Linked DNA regions of Sus scrofa: regions 2 and 3 are each linked to region 1. A link is a contact called in public Hi-C and promoter capture Hi-C data. All regions are on one chromosome and are shown on one strand. Each heading gives the region's core, a stretch centred on a gene start, on an enhancer-like site or on the middle of the called end of the contact. The rest is flanking DNA. Distances are from core to core; before and after follow the strand shown.

Region 1 (4,066 bases), core at 947-3,446:
GATAAAGTCCAAACTCCCGAGCCTGACATTCAAGTCCTTTCTGTGACATTAAGCTAATGTGGGGCAGGGTTGGAGATAAACTTGACAAACTCCATTTGGCAGTGAATCTATAGGAATTTGGGCAGTGGGCTTTTTCCTGCTTGATGCCTTTGGGGACGCCTTCTCTGTGGGAAATGGCTTCTCCCTTTTCTCTCCTGATAAATTCTGACTCATCCTTCAATGCCCAGGTCACATGCCCCCTCCTCTGGGAAGCCTTTCCAAATCCCTCTGCAACTCAAGTCTCTGGGCTCTGGTCTCCCAAGGTCCTCTTCACTTCTCTCATCCCTTGGCAGCATAACCAGATTGACTCTATGTCCATCTCCTCCACCAGGACAGGCTCTCCTTTGGTAGGAAGTAGGCCCAATCCCCTATCTATGCCCACTGCCCAGCACAAGACCAGGCACAGAGAGGAAGTAGTGCCGAGTAACAGAGAGATATGTGACAGCAAGATAAGATAAAACTAAGCATATGATCAGAAAAGCATCTTCCAAGGACCTGCCTAACCCTTGGTCCCGTCAGTGCCCCCTCAACCGCCCAGGTCTGGTCTTGCCTTTCTATAACCCTGAGAGTCTCAAACATCAACCAAGAAAGCCCCTACACAGGTCACTGGACAGGCCTGAGGGAGGAGTTACCCATTCGAGAAATGGCACAAACAACCAAAGCTGAAGAAAAAAGACAACAAAAAACAAAACAAAACAACCAGTTCCTGGTTAACCCTCAGGTCAAAAGCTCACAGGATTTCAGGGGACAGGGCAGGGGGCTTCAAGTTCTCGCTCGACCTCTCCATACCCCAGAGCACAGCAGCCCCTCCAAACCCCAGCGTTGAGGAGCCCATTCCCTTTCCTCCCCGAGGCTCACACCCAGGCTCCCTCCTCTCACTCCCATGGGTGCCAGAGCCCCCTTGGGTCGGGGTGAAGGGACCAGGCTGTCCCTTTCCCTGGGCCCCCAGGTCTCTGGATAGCAGCATCTCTCTCTGTATTTTCTAACTGAACCTCTAGCCAAGGCAGGCCCTGGGAAGGATCCTCTTGCCCTACTACCCGGAGGCCCTGAGATAAAAAGGGGTGGGGGGCTCACTAGTGAAAAAGTAACTGGTCTTTTACCGAAAGAGAACAGAGGAGAGAGAAGGGAAGAAGGTGGGAGCACATACTCCCTCTGGGGGCCTCCCCTCACATACCTCTGATGGCCGCATCCCCACCCCCACCCCAGGCTTTCTGGAAGAGCGAGCACCGGTTTGACAACCAGGGTCTTCTGTTCGCGAGGGTTATTATAGGGGGCTGCACCGGAGCGGAGGATGCTGAGAATAGCAGAAACCCATTCTAAGTGGAGGCGGCCTCTTGGATCCCCCAGTTTGTACCCCAGCTCGGCCCCACCCCTTCCTCCAGTTACACCAGTGCACTAGCTTCTAGCCCAGGCTGGGGCTGCGGACCCCCTGAAAGGCGGGAGTAGCTTCAAGATACCGGGCGCGGGTACCCTCAGCCCTGAGAGGGGCGGGGGCGAGGGCAGGATCACCTATATGCACAATAGATAAAGAACGAGCTTGAAGCCCAGAGAGGGGCAGCCACTTGCCCAAGGTCACACAGCCAGGCCCAGGATGCACCCAGATCTCCCACCTCCCAGCACCCTACTAGGAATTCAAGAGCCCTAGGCGCGTATCCCGGCTCTTGAACCATTAGGGTGCAGACACTCCCTCCCCCCAACCCGCAAACATGCCTGAGCCCACTTACCTCTGGGACCCCAGTGGTCCCTGCCTCAGAGCCGGCTCCCGGGCGGGGCGCTCAGGCCAGGCTGGACCAGCCTGGGCCAGGCTAGGTCAGGGCGGGTCCTTTGCTTCCCCCGGAGTGGGGACGCCCTCTGCCAGGTTCCAGCTGGCAAAGATGCTGCTTCCACTGCAAAGCCCAGCCTCTCCACCCAGCTCTGCACAAGCCAGTCCCACGGCAGCTCGACTCAACCGCGCGGCCGCGGGGCTGCAAGGCTGCGGGGCGAAGTGGGGGGAGGGGCGAGGTGCGGGAAACGGGGCGGAGCCGGAGCGGGGACCACCCCGCGAACCGCCACTCAAGCCGCGTCCCCTTTAAGGCCAGCCGGCCTGAGCGCTGGCGGGGGCGGGGCGGGAGCTGGACGCCTAACTGCAATGTTTCCTGGGAGATGGAGTTCACTCTTGCGTGGCGGAACCGCAAAAGAGCCCATGGAGAACTACAAGTTCCGGATCGCAGCGCGCGGGTCCAGGGGCCGACACGCCCCTGGGCTGGGCTCCAGCCCTCCACCCTCCTCGCAAAGCTGCGCTGGCCGCCCGCGGAGGGGAGGTTGCAGAGCGAGGGCAGGAGGTGGGTGCGGCGTGGTCGGAGGTTCGGGGCGCAGGGATAGCCGGTGAGGGGACGCGGGCCCACCTGGGCACTTGTCCTACCATGAGAGGTCATCTAGCTTACCCTGGCCTCGCCATTCTCATCTGTCCAATGGGAATAGCAACACCTGTGACTGCGCGGGGGGAGGGGGGAGCGTTTTTGGGAAAGAGGGGGCGGAGCTGGTGGAAGGGGCCTGGATGGATGGATGGATAGATGATGTTAGGAAAAGCCCGGATCGAGAGGGCTAAGACTGTGGGAGGAGCATAGTGGGTGGGGCAAGGAGGGGCGGAGTGTCTAGGTAAGTAGGGGAACTTGCGCGAGACGGGAGAAAGGGGCTGCGGAGCTGGGGAGTGGGTGTTGAGAAAGCGACGAGGCCAGTGTGGGTTGGATTGGGTGGAGTGGGCCGAAGAGCATTGGGAGGGAGGGGCGGGGATGTAAAGATGAAAAGGATCCCTCCCAGCTCTTGTCAGCAGCGCTGAAACGGTTTGGGCAAGAGGGTGCCCAAATGGGTAAATGCCTGTGGATGCACGGAAAACCTTCTTTACCCATGACTAGAAATAAAAAGCTCATTCATCCCTTGTACTCAGTGCGTCACACTTACGATCTCATTCAGTTCACACCCTGTAAAGGTGTCACCATACCTGTTTACAGATGAGGAACATGCTCAGAGAAGTGAACTTGCCCCAAACCACCCAAGACTCCTTACTCCAAAGACCTTTTTTTCACTGCAGTGCAGCGAGGTAGGGGTTTAATCTGTAGTGAAAGCCAAGGAACAGACAGAAGTGTCAGCATCCTGCCCTCAGCAAGCTGTGTAACAGGACTGGCTTCCTCAGCCTTTCAGAATACCAACCTGGAAGGCAACCCTCCTGTGGTTATTGTGAAGGTGAGATGAGATGGATTTGAAAATCATTTGTTTATAAATTATTATTGTGAGGAGCAGGAAGAGCATAAGGAAGAGAGTGTTTGAAATGAGGTTCTTGTGCTTGAGGAAAACCCCAAGATGAAGCCTGAGAGTGAGGCAAGAGGATGAAGGAAAATTCTGGAAGAGAATGGGGAATGGTGACGAATGGGAGTCTACCCCAGAAGAGGGAGTACTTTGCTGTGCAAGCCAGGTCAAGTGGCTTCTCTGCTCCAGCCCACTTTTGCCTGCTGGACAACTCCTCAAGGAGGAGCCTGGGAAGCACCTTTTCTCTCTGGGGTGTAGGGGTAATAGAGCAGCTTGTGAGCTTCTTATATGAACTGGGCAAAAAAGGCTAAAAACTGTTGGCTAGAGAGGGAGGCCAGCAAGGAGAGGTGAAGGACAGTGCCCCCCACATAGTTCCCAGGACTGAGAGCCAGTCTTAATCCTGGTGGGCTGAGTAAGGCGGGAAGGTTGGTCCAGTTTATTGGGAGATGAATTTCTCACTCTGAGCATTGTCACTTATTTACTTCCAGGTAGTTACCTGAACCTTGCCCTGTGCCTCAGATTCCAAACTGAAAATCCAGGAGACTGTTTCAAAATTAAAAGTTTTAAAAATTCAGGAGAGGGTGATACACCTCCCTATTAGTAGATGACAGTTTGGCACTAGGAAAATGGATCTGACTGTATGGGGAAGAAATTTCTTCTCATTCCCTTACTCTGCCTGCTTCTGACGATACAGATGGGAGATCCCAGCCCTAACGAGGTGTCCACTACCCATCTACTTAAG
Region 2 (4,066 bases), core at 967-3,466, 430 kb before region 1:
CTTTGGAAACTGGGGGTGAGGATACTAACCGTACTTCACAGGGCTATTGTGAGGATTAGGTGTGTCACTATGTGCAGATATATAACCTTACACATTAATATGAATATAGTAATCCTGGCACATACTAAGGATCCTATGGCACCAGCCGTCATTTATTACTGACCTAGTAATATATTCTTCTTAGAAAGACCACTCTGGCTACTGTCCGGAAGAGGATGAATCTAAAAGGGGAAGTGTCACTCTAGCACTGAAAATAAAAGTAAGATGATATGATTTGACAGAGCACCAGATACAGTGTCTTGAACTTAGCATCAGACACATAAATGCTATAGCCAACTGTCAGTGATATCTATTTTATTTTATTTTTTGTCTTTTTAGGGCTGCATCCACGGCACATGGAGGTTCCCAGGCTAGGGGTCTAATCAGAGCTGTTGGCGCCGGCCTACGTCACAGCCACAGCAACAGATCGGAGCCTTGTCTGTGACCCACACCTCAGCTCACAGCAATGCTGAATCCTCAACCCAGTGAGCAAGGCCAGGGATCGAGCCTGCAACCTCATGGTTCCTAGTGAGATTCATTTCTGCTGCGCCACCACGACAGGAACTCAGTCAATGATATCTGTTTTTAATTAACTATACCTAATTTTCAGTTTCAGCCACAGGTTTCCTTTGCTTTCATCATACTACTGGCCAGTACCCCTGCTGAGAAAATAATTAACCCTTTGGCTTAAACAAGTGGAAGGAGAGAGGGTAAAAAAAAGTCAGGATCCTTCCTCTCTGACACTGGTACTACAGTTCTTAAGATGCATACTAAGGGGACTTGGTAAAGAAAGGCTAGCCAGACAAATGGCCTGGGTAGGAAGTGAGCCAGCTGGTCACTATTTTTGGTCCCTTTGAAAGGTAGTCAAAGAGGAGATTTGAACCAGACTACGTTATTTCTATGTGTCTCAGACTGTCTTCTCAGATTTTGCAAACAATACCAAAGGCAAACATTTTTTAAGGCATATAGCTCACATAATTCTGACGGCATTTGGCAGCAAGTTTCCGTGTTTCTGCTCTCAAGGTTTGAGAAGTGTCCAAGAACTAGGGGGGTATTTTCTAGTCTGTCTTGAGAATAGTCTTACAATTCTTCCAGGCTGTCTGCCCTCCTGGAAACCTTTCCTGCCCATCTTCTGGCAGGAAATACTCTTTCTACATCCCAATCTGACAAAATTCTGATCTTCCTCCAAAACTCAGCTTAATTATCTCCTTTGCCACCTCTCCATTTGGCTCATACATGCATATTGGTACTTACTGGTTTATATCACAATTCTCTGTTTTCTTGCTAGTCTCCATCATGTCAAGACCATGAATTCCTTGATGGAAGGAACCATGGTTTTATTTCCCACCTTGAGACACTGATAGCATAATAGTTTAGTGCAAGGAGCCAGGATTTCCGAGTCTAAATCTTATAGAATGTATATCCTTGAGCAATTCATTTAACTTCATCGTGCCTAAGTTCACAAAAAAAGGGCATAATTGCAAAATGGCATAATAAGTAAGTAGTCCTTACTTCTATCTTTTAATTAGAAAACTAATTCATCCATGAGTTACAGGAAATAAAATTATTCGGGGGGATACATTTGAAAGGTGGCTTAATTCATGAACAAGCCATCATTTCCACGTCAAACAAATGCAGATAAATGTGTTGGAAAAAGGAGAGGGCGAGACTTGAAGATTCTGGCAGGCAATGCCCAACACTCCTCCACTGTCCCGCCTTCTCTGACTCGTCTGTCCAAGGTCTCTTCACTTACTCTTACCTGTCAAAGCGCTACCTTTTCCGGCGAGCTATCTTTGGCATACTGCGCTTGGGCTCTGCCAGGGAACTGATCCCCCATTTATTCAGCTGTTTGGATGTCTGGTACCACCCACCTGTAACTTTACCAGGGTCTGTGCTTTGTTTTTCTCTGTTCTCAGAATTCGCAAAGACTGATCCCCTCACGCTAATCTTCTCAACAATCAAGAGTCTCCTCTTGGCCGCCTTCTTTCTGCATCAGTCACTCGGATCTAGCCCCCAGTAGACTATCCGGTTCCTTCAACGCAAGGTTCTTGTGTCTTAGCTCCGCCCTATCTCAGCTCCCGACCCCTTCCCTTCCTCCGCCCCGCCTCCTCTTTAACTGGGGTCACGAGTACGCATGCTCCCTCTGAACCTCCCGGCAGCGTGATGACGTTGGCCTTGGCGTGGTGACGTAGGGGCGGGGGCCGCGCCTCTTTCTGCAGCTACTCAGGCGTGGGTTTAGAATCTGTGAGGGTCTGTGGGGTGTCCCGCGTGCCCAAGGCGCGCGGTTTGTTTTTGGCGTTTGCTGCTGAATGTGTTGTCTCCGTTCCGCCCTTTAGGGAAGCGGGAAGCAGCAGAGGTTCCGTGGGGACCGAGCTGGGACCCTTGAAGGGGAAGGGGTCTCGAGCGCCTAAGGGCTTGCTGCGGCCCGGAAGAGGGGCGAGGAGAGGGTCCCCGCGGGCTGCGTCCGAACGCTCCCTGCATCAGGGCAGGTCACGAGGAGGGCCTGGGCAGCCGCGCGATGTTCGGGGCCCGGTGTCTCCTCCGAGCCCTGCGCTCCTGTTCCTCCGTTCCCTGCCCAAGGCACAAACCTTCAACAAAACTGAGCGTGCGGGACGCTCTCGGTGCCCAGAACGTGAATGGGGAGCGCGTTAAGGTCCAGGTTAGTGTGTCGAAAGCGGGTAGGTTTGTCCTTTTCGTTGACCGATTTGGCACATCCGAGTTCAGGCTTCCCTGGTCCCGTCGGGTCGGACAGAATGACCGGCAGGGGAAAGTTAGAAAAGCTAAGCAATCGTGTGCGTGCGTCCACGTTTTTCTCCTTTTCTTGGCTTGGTAGTTTTCGGAAAACTGTTTAGATACTTGGAAAGTGCTGGAACTTGGCTTTCGTGATACCGCGGCATTATATGTAGACTTGTTAATCTTGCAGAAAAACGAACGAGCCCCTTTTCCTTTGTCCCTTATGTGTATTCACACTTAAGTAGCCCCTTGAGACCAGGAGCCTTTTCTTACCTGTCTTGGTATTCACACATGGCTGACAGAAAAATTTGTTCAACCAAACCAGACCTCTTAGGTCAACTTTTAACCACCTCAGTGCCTAAAATGAGGCTTTGCGTATAACTTTTGTTTAATAAATTAGGAGAAAGAGTGGAGTGTAGCAGTTCGAAGGAGATCTGGAGTCAAGCTGCCTAGGTTTAAATTTCTGCTGTTTAGTAGGTTGTCAGTTTGGGGCACGGCCCTTCATGTGCTCTGAACCTCACTTTCCTCTTATGAGAATGGAAATGATCATAGTCCCTGTCTCACAGAGTCCGAAAAGTTAGTTAGAAAAATTTGGGACAGTGTCCCACAGTCGGTAAAGACGAGCTGCTCTCATTTCTTTGTTAATACTATAATTTGCAGCAGCTCCACACAGAAGGACCAGACCAAACAAGGTGGTTTGGTTTATTAGGTTGCTGAATCACACTGATGCAATTACTTTTGTCGTCCTCATCTATCTTTGATTTGTAGCAGTATGACCAGTTTCCCCCCTTGCATTTTTGGGGGTTCTTTCTGAGATCCAAATCAAAATATTTTCTGGCATTAATCTATTCAGCATACACTAATGATGCCTTCTGTATGCTAGCCTAGAAAGGATTCAGAGATGAGAACAGAGCCTACTCCGTTAAAGGATTTCTTTTTAGTGCCCTACTCTCTAATTTAGAAGCTACTGGCACTTAGGGCCCTGAGCACTTGAAATGTGGCTAGACTGAATTGAGAGGTACTGTAATTGTAAAATACACACCAACTTTGAAGAACAAAAAAGAATGCACAGTGTCTCTGCTTTTTTATATTGATTATATGTTGATGTTTTGGACAAAATGGGTTGAACAAAATACATCATTAAAATGAACGTTACCCATTTCTTTTTACTTTTTAAAAAGTTTTATTATAGTTGTTTACAGTGTTGTAGCAATTTGTACTGTACAGCAAAGTCACTCAGTCATACATATAAATATATGTTCTTTTTTAAAATATTATTTTTCATCATGATCTA
Region 3 (4,066 bases), core at 797-3,296, 310 kb after region 1:
CTTCGGATCTGAGCCGAGTCTGCGAGCTACACCACAGCAACGCCAGATCTTTAATCTACTGAGTGAGGCCAGGGATCAAACCAGCATCCTACTGTCAGGCTCATTGCCACTGAGCCACAATGGGAACTTCCAGAACTCTTCATTTTAATCATTTCAAAGTGTATAGTTCAATGGCATGAAGTACATTCATACTGATGTGTAGATTTTTATTTCATCAGTACTTCTTTTTTTTTTTTTTGTCTTTTTTGCCATTTCTTGAGCTGCTCTCACGGCACATGGAGGTTCCCAGGCTAGGGGTTGAATCAGAGCCATAGCTGCCGGCCTATGCTAGAGCAACAGCAACGCGGGATCCGAGCTGTGTCTGCAACCTACACCACAGCTCACGGCAACGCCGGATCCTTAACCCACTGAGCAAGGCCAGGGATCAAACCCGAAACCTCATGGTTCCTAGTTGGATTTGTGAACCACTGTGCCACCAAGGGAACTCCTCATCAGCACTTCTTTAACTGGAATTTTCAAGGGTCTTTCTAAAGTTCAAAAGAACATTTTTTTCCTTTAAAAAGGATTTGTGTATTAGAAATCAGTATTCCAGGTAATAAATTTTGCTTACAACATAGAATTTTTTCTCTCTCTCTCTCTTTTTTTTTTTTTTTTTTCTTTTTGGTCCCATCTGCAGCATATGGATGTTCCTGGGGCCAGGAGTCAAATCTGAGCTGGAGCTGTGACCTGTGCCACAGCTGTAGCAACACCAGATCCAGAATCCACTGCACTGGGCTGGAATCGAACTGGCAGCTCCACAGAGACAAGGAGGATCATTAAACCCACCATGCCACAGAGGGAACTCCAGAATTTTTTCCTCTTGATAAAGGAGTCTTGTTGTTTCTTTAGCTAATTAATATGACACAGACCATTATGGTTTTTCTCCTTTTTACCTAGAAATTCAGAACAAAATTCAATGTTTAATTGTGGTGATCATTTTCTCTGTTCTCAACATAATCGATTGCCTATATATTTCTTTACTTTCCTTTAATTATTATTCTGTTTTACATAGTTTACATTATACCTTGTTTGTAAAATTCTTTTTAGTAAGTAGAAACTATATAACCTTAAAATGCACACAGAAACTTTTGGCTCAAAGTAATGAACTGTATAAATTGCATATTGCTTAATTCAATCTAAATTTTAGGAACTCTTTTCTTCTAATATAATAGCAACTAATATTTTTTAAGAATTTACAATGTGCCAGGGCATTGTGCTAATCAGTGTACTGTGAATTATCTAGTAAAATCCTATGATATAGGTACTATAACCACTCCCACTTCACCGAAGTTTAAAGAAATGAAAAATCTGCCACGTCCTGAAGCCATTCTATTAGGGCTCAAGTCTTGCTTTTTGTCCTTGCAACCCAGCTGGACCAAGTCTCCTACCAAGTCCGCCCTCAGGGCAGGTGTAGCCCACCTCTGATTCTGGTCCCCTGCAGCGCCTAGTTTCCCAGATCTTCGCACCTCAACAAAGTCCCCCACCCCCACCCAGACAACCGCAGGAGGGCCCTGTCATCTCAAGCCTTGGTTCCCGTGAAGGGCATGGTCCCTTTAGATCCTGGTTTCCTATCAGGACCACAACTCCTCAGGGTGACGATCCCAGCAGAGCCCCGGTGCATCAGGCCGTCGTCCTCCAGAGTCTTCAGGCCCTGCTTTTCCAGCACAGGTGCGGTTCTTGTACTTCAGCAGTATCCCTCAGCAAATTTTCGCTGAGACTTCTTCATAAAAGGTCCCATCCCAACATAATTAATTAATACATTTCCCTTCTCCTATTTTTTTCTCATAATCGTGCTTTTTCCCCAAGTGTCCTCTTATTCACTCCCTTCAACTTCCCCTACTAACCAGTAGCCCAGTTTCAGGTCGAGGAGCGCCCCCAAAACTTACCCAACGCCCTCTCTCCAAGGAGCCGCACTCTCAAACCGCTCCGTGCTTTACCTCTCACCTACGTTCAGGCTGTCGCATCTAAACGCTCCTCCCCTTCGCCCGCCCTGAAAAAGCCTTTCGGCCAGTCGACGCGCGAAGCTCCGCCCCCTTCAGGTTTATTGGTCACCGTTCCTACAAAGTCCCGCCTCCCAGCTTCCAGCCCGCCTCCCTGCCCTGCAGCCCTTGTTTTCATTCCTCCTGTCACACCGAGGCAGTGCAAACCCGAGGTGGGAGGAGTGGAGAAGGGGGTGGGGGTGCGGAAAGAGGGCGGAAAGTGAAAGGCACGGAGCGCCTCTCTTTCCTCCGTCTGACTCGGTTCTCGACTGCTCCGGGCCGCTGTTGTATTGTGGGATCGCGGCGCCGTGCCTGAGACGCTCGGATCCGCAGGGGCGCCCACTTGCTAGCGCCTCCTGTCGCCTGTAAGATTGCCCTGCTATTCCTCGGCACCCCAACTCCCCCCACCCCTCCATCGCCTCCTCCTCCTCCATCTCCAGTTCAAATGGCGGCGGCGGCGGCAGCGGCGGCGGCGATGGCTCCTCCGGGCTGCCCGGGTTCGTGCCCCAACTTCGCCGTAGTCTGCTCTTTCTTGGAGCGCTACGGGCCGCTGCTCGACCTGCCCGAGTTGCCGTTCCCCGAGCTGGAGCGGGTGCTGCAAGCTCCTTCGCCGGACGTCGGCAACGGAGAAGGTAAGCGAGGGGCCCGAAAGCCCGGCGGGAAGCGGCCCTGGCACACTCCTTCTCTTCGTTCTTCGCCGACACCCCGGGCCTCCGCGGCTCTGTCCTCCGGCGGGGGCGCAGTTCCGCCTGGCCAGTCTTCTCCGCCCAGCCCGGGGGGTCTTGGGCAGTGGGGAGGCGGGGCGGAGGCCCCTAGGGCCACTCCGCCCGGCGCCCAGGGACGGTGGGGGCTTGGCGGGTCAGGTCTGGGCTGGGGGCGGGGAAGGGTCATTGTGCTGGTCGGTCGCCCCTGGGACTGGTATCCCGCGGCGGGGGCCGGCCCCCACCCCTACTCCTTCTCGGTGGCGGGGGAAGGCGAGGGCAGGTTCCGGCCAGCTTTGCGCTTTCTCCTCCACCCCTCCCTCACTCCCTCCCCTCCTCCCACATCCTCCGACCATCTCGGGGGAGGCTGGGCTCATCTTCTCGGGGCGCCCCTTTCTCTCCCTCACCTGGGTGGGCGGGGCCAGCGGACACTTCATCTCTCCCTCCTCTAGTGGGAACTCCCCGAGAGAGTCGGCTTGGTCTCTCTTCCCTTCTCCTCCAGGGCCGGTTTAACCCCTGAAACTCCTGTCGGAGGTTTGCTCCTCCTCCTGATGAGGGGGTCCTTCTCCATTCTTGTTTTGGAGGGGGAGGTGAAGTCGGTTCAGCTTCTCCACTTTGGAGGGTAGAGGGTTAATCCCCCCCCCATAGTTTTCCTCCTCCTCCCCACCTTCCCACAAATAATAGAAAAGCATCTCCCGACTTTTCCAGTCCTTCCCCCTTCGTCTTGGCAGTAGGGCTTAGGGGAAGAAGAAGTCGCCCTCTCATTTGCAGGGTGGGGTGGAGTGGTTAGTGTGTAGGCTGGAGGAGGGGCTCAGACGGAGGGGAAAACAGTTGAAGAAGGTGCTTGTTGCTCATGTTTCTCTCTCTGGTGCCGCTGGTCTATTATTGGTGTTCGCAAGTGGTGCTCCTTCCACATAAGGCCACCGCGCGGTGCAGGGCGCATGCTCTGCCCGGCCCCATTGAAACTTCCTGCTGCTGCTGCTGCTGCTGCTGCTGCTGGGTCTCTCGCTGGAGCATCTCCGCGCAGCGCCTGCTGCCTGCAACCCTCACTGAGCGCTTACACGTATTCCCTGTTTATTCTCGATCCATGCCTCCCTTTTTCTGGCACATTTCTTCCCTCAGAGAAGGTTTTATTTGTTGAACTCTGAGCTTTGCCTTTATCTGGGAACAGCCCTTGGTGAGAAGAAACGTTTCCAAATAGGTCTTTATCCCCCCTTCTTTTTTTCCGTAGAGGTGGCCAAAGTGGACTAGGTATTGTGCAAAACAGATAGCTATTTCCCTTCCAAGAAATCAGGATCGATCTTCAGTTCTCTCAGGGAAATGAAGAAGTTTCTATTAACAGAATAT

What was found. Promoter capture Hi-C pulls out the DNA fragments that hold promoters and counts their contacts. A called contact is a pair of places that touch in the nucleus more often than the background predicts.
Region 2: a promoter capture Hi-C map of fetal liver shows a contact between it and region 1, with 3 times the contacts expected there. The contact joins the promoter of NARS2 here to the promoter of KCTD21 in region 1. A contact is called at or near these places in 2 of 5 promoter capture datasets (fetal liver and liver), 2 of 47 Hi-C or Micro-C datasets (embryonic fibroblasts and skeletal muscle) and 1 of 2 datasets of contacts at active chromatin or transcription factors (alveolar macrophages).
Region 3: a contact with region 1 is called in a Hi-C map of skeletal muscle, with 12 times the contacts expected there. The contact joins the promoter of AAMDC here to the promoter of KCTD21 in region 1. A contact is called at or near these places in 1 of 5 promoter capture datasets (liver) and 3 of 47 Hi-C or Micro-C datasets (heart right ventricle, liver and skeletal muscle).

Annotation. Positions count from the first base shown.
Region 1 is chr9:12,583,987-12,588,052 of Sscrofa11.1, reverse strand. It overlaps KCTD21 (BTB/POZ domain-containing protein KCTD21), which reads left to right and starts at 2,196. Exons shown (of 2, transcript XM_021062565.1): 1 at 2,196-2,360. USP35 (ubiquitin carboxyl-terminal hydrolase 35) reads right to left here and starts at 2,025. Exons shown (of 13, transcript XM_013979184.2): 1 at 1,764-2,025.
Region 2 is chr9:13,009,047-13,013,112 of Sscrofa11.1, reverse strand. NARS2 (probable asparagine--tRNA ligase, mitochondrial) reads left to right here and starts at 2,216. Exons shown (of 14, transcript XR_002335551.1): 1 at 2,216-2,698.
Region 3 is chr9:12,276,507-12,280,572 of Sscrofa11.1, reverse strand. AAMDC (mth938 domain-containing protein) reads right to left here and starts at 2,046. Exons shown (of 4, transcript XM_005667169.3): 1 at 1,926-2,046. It overlaps RSF1 (remodeling and spacing factor 1), which reads left to right and starts at 2,453. Exons shown (of 20, transcript NM_001142834.2): 1 at 2,453-2,462; 2 at 2,465-2,650. The coding sequence starts at 2,465.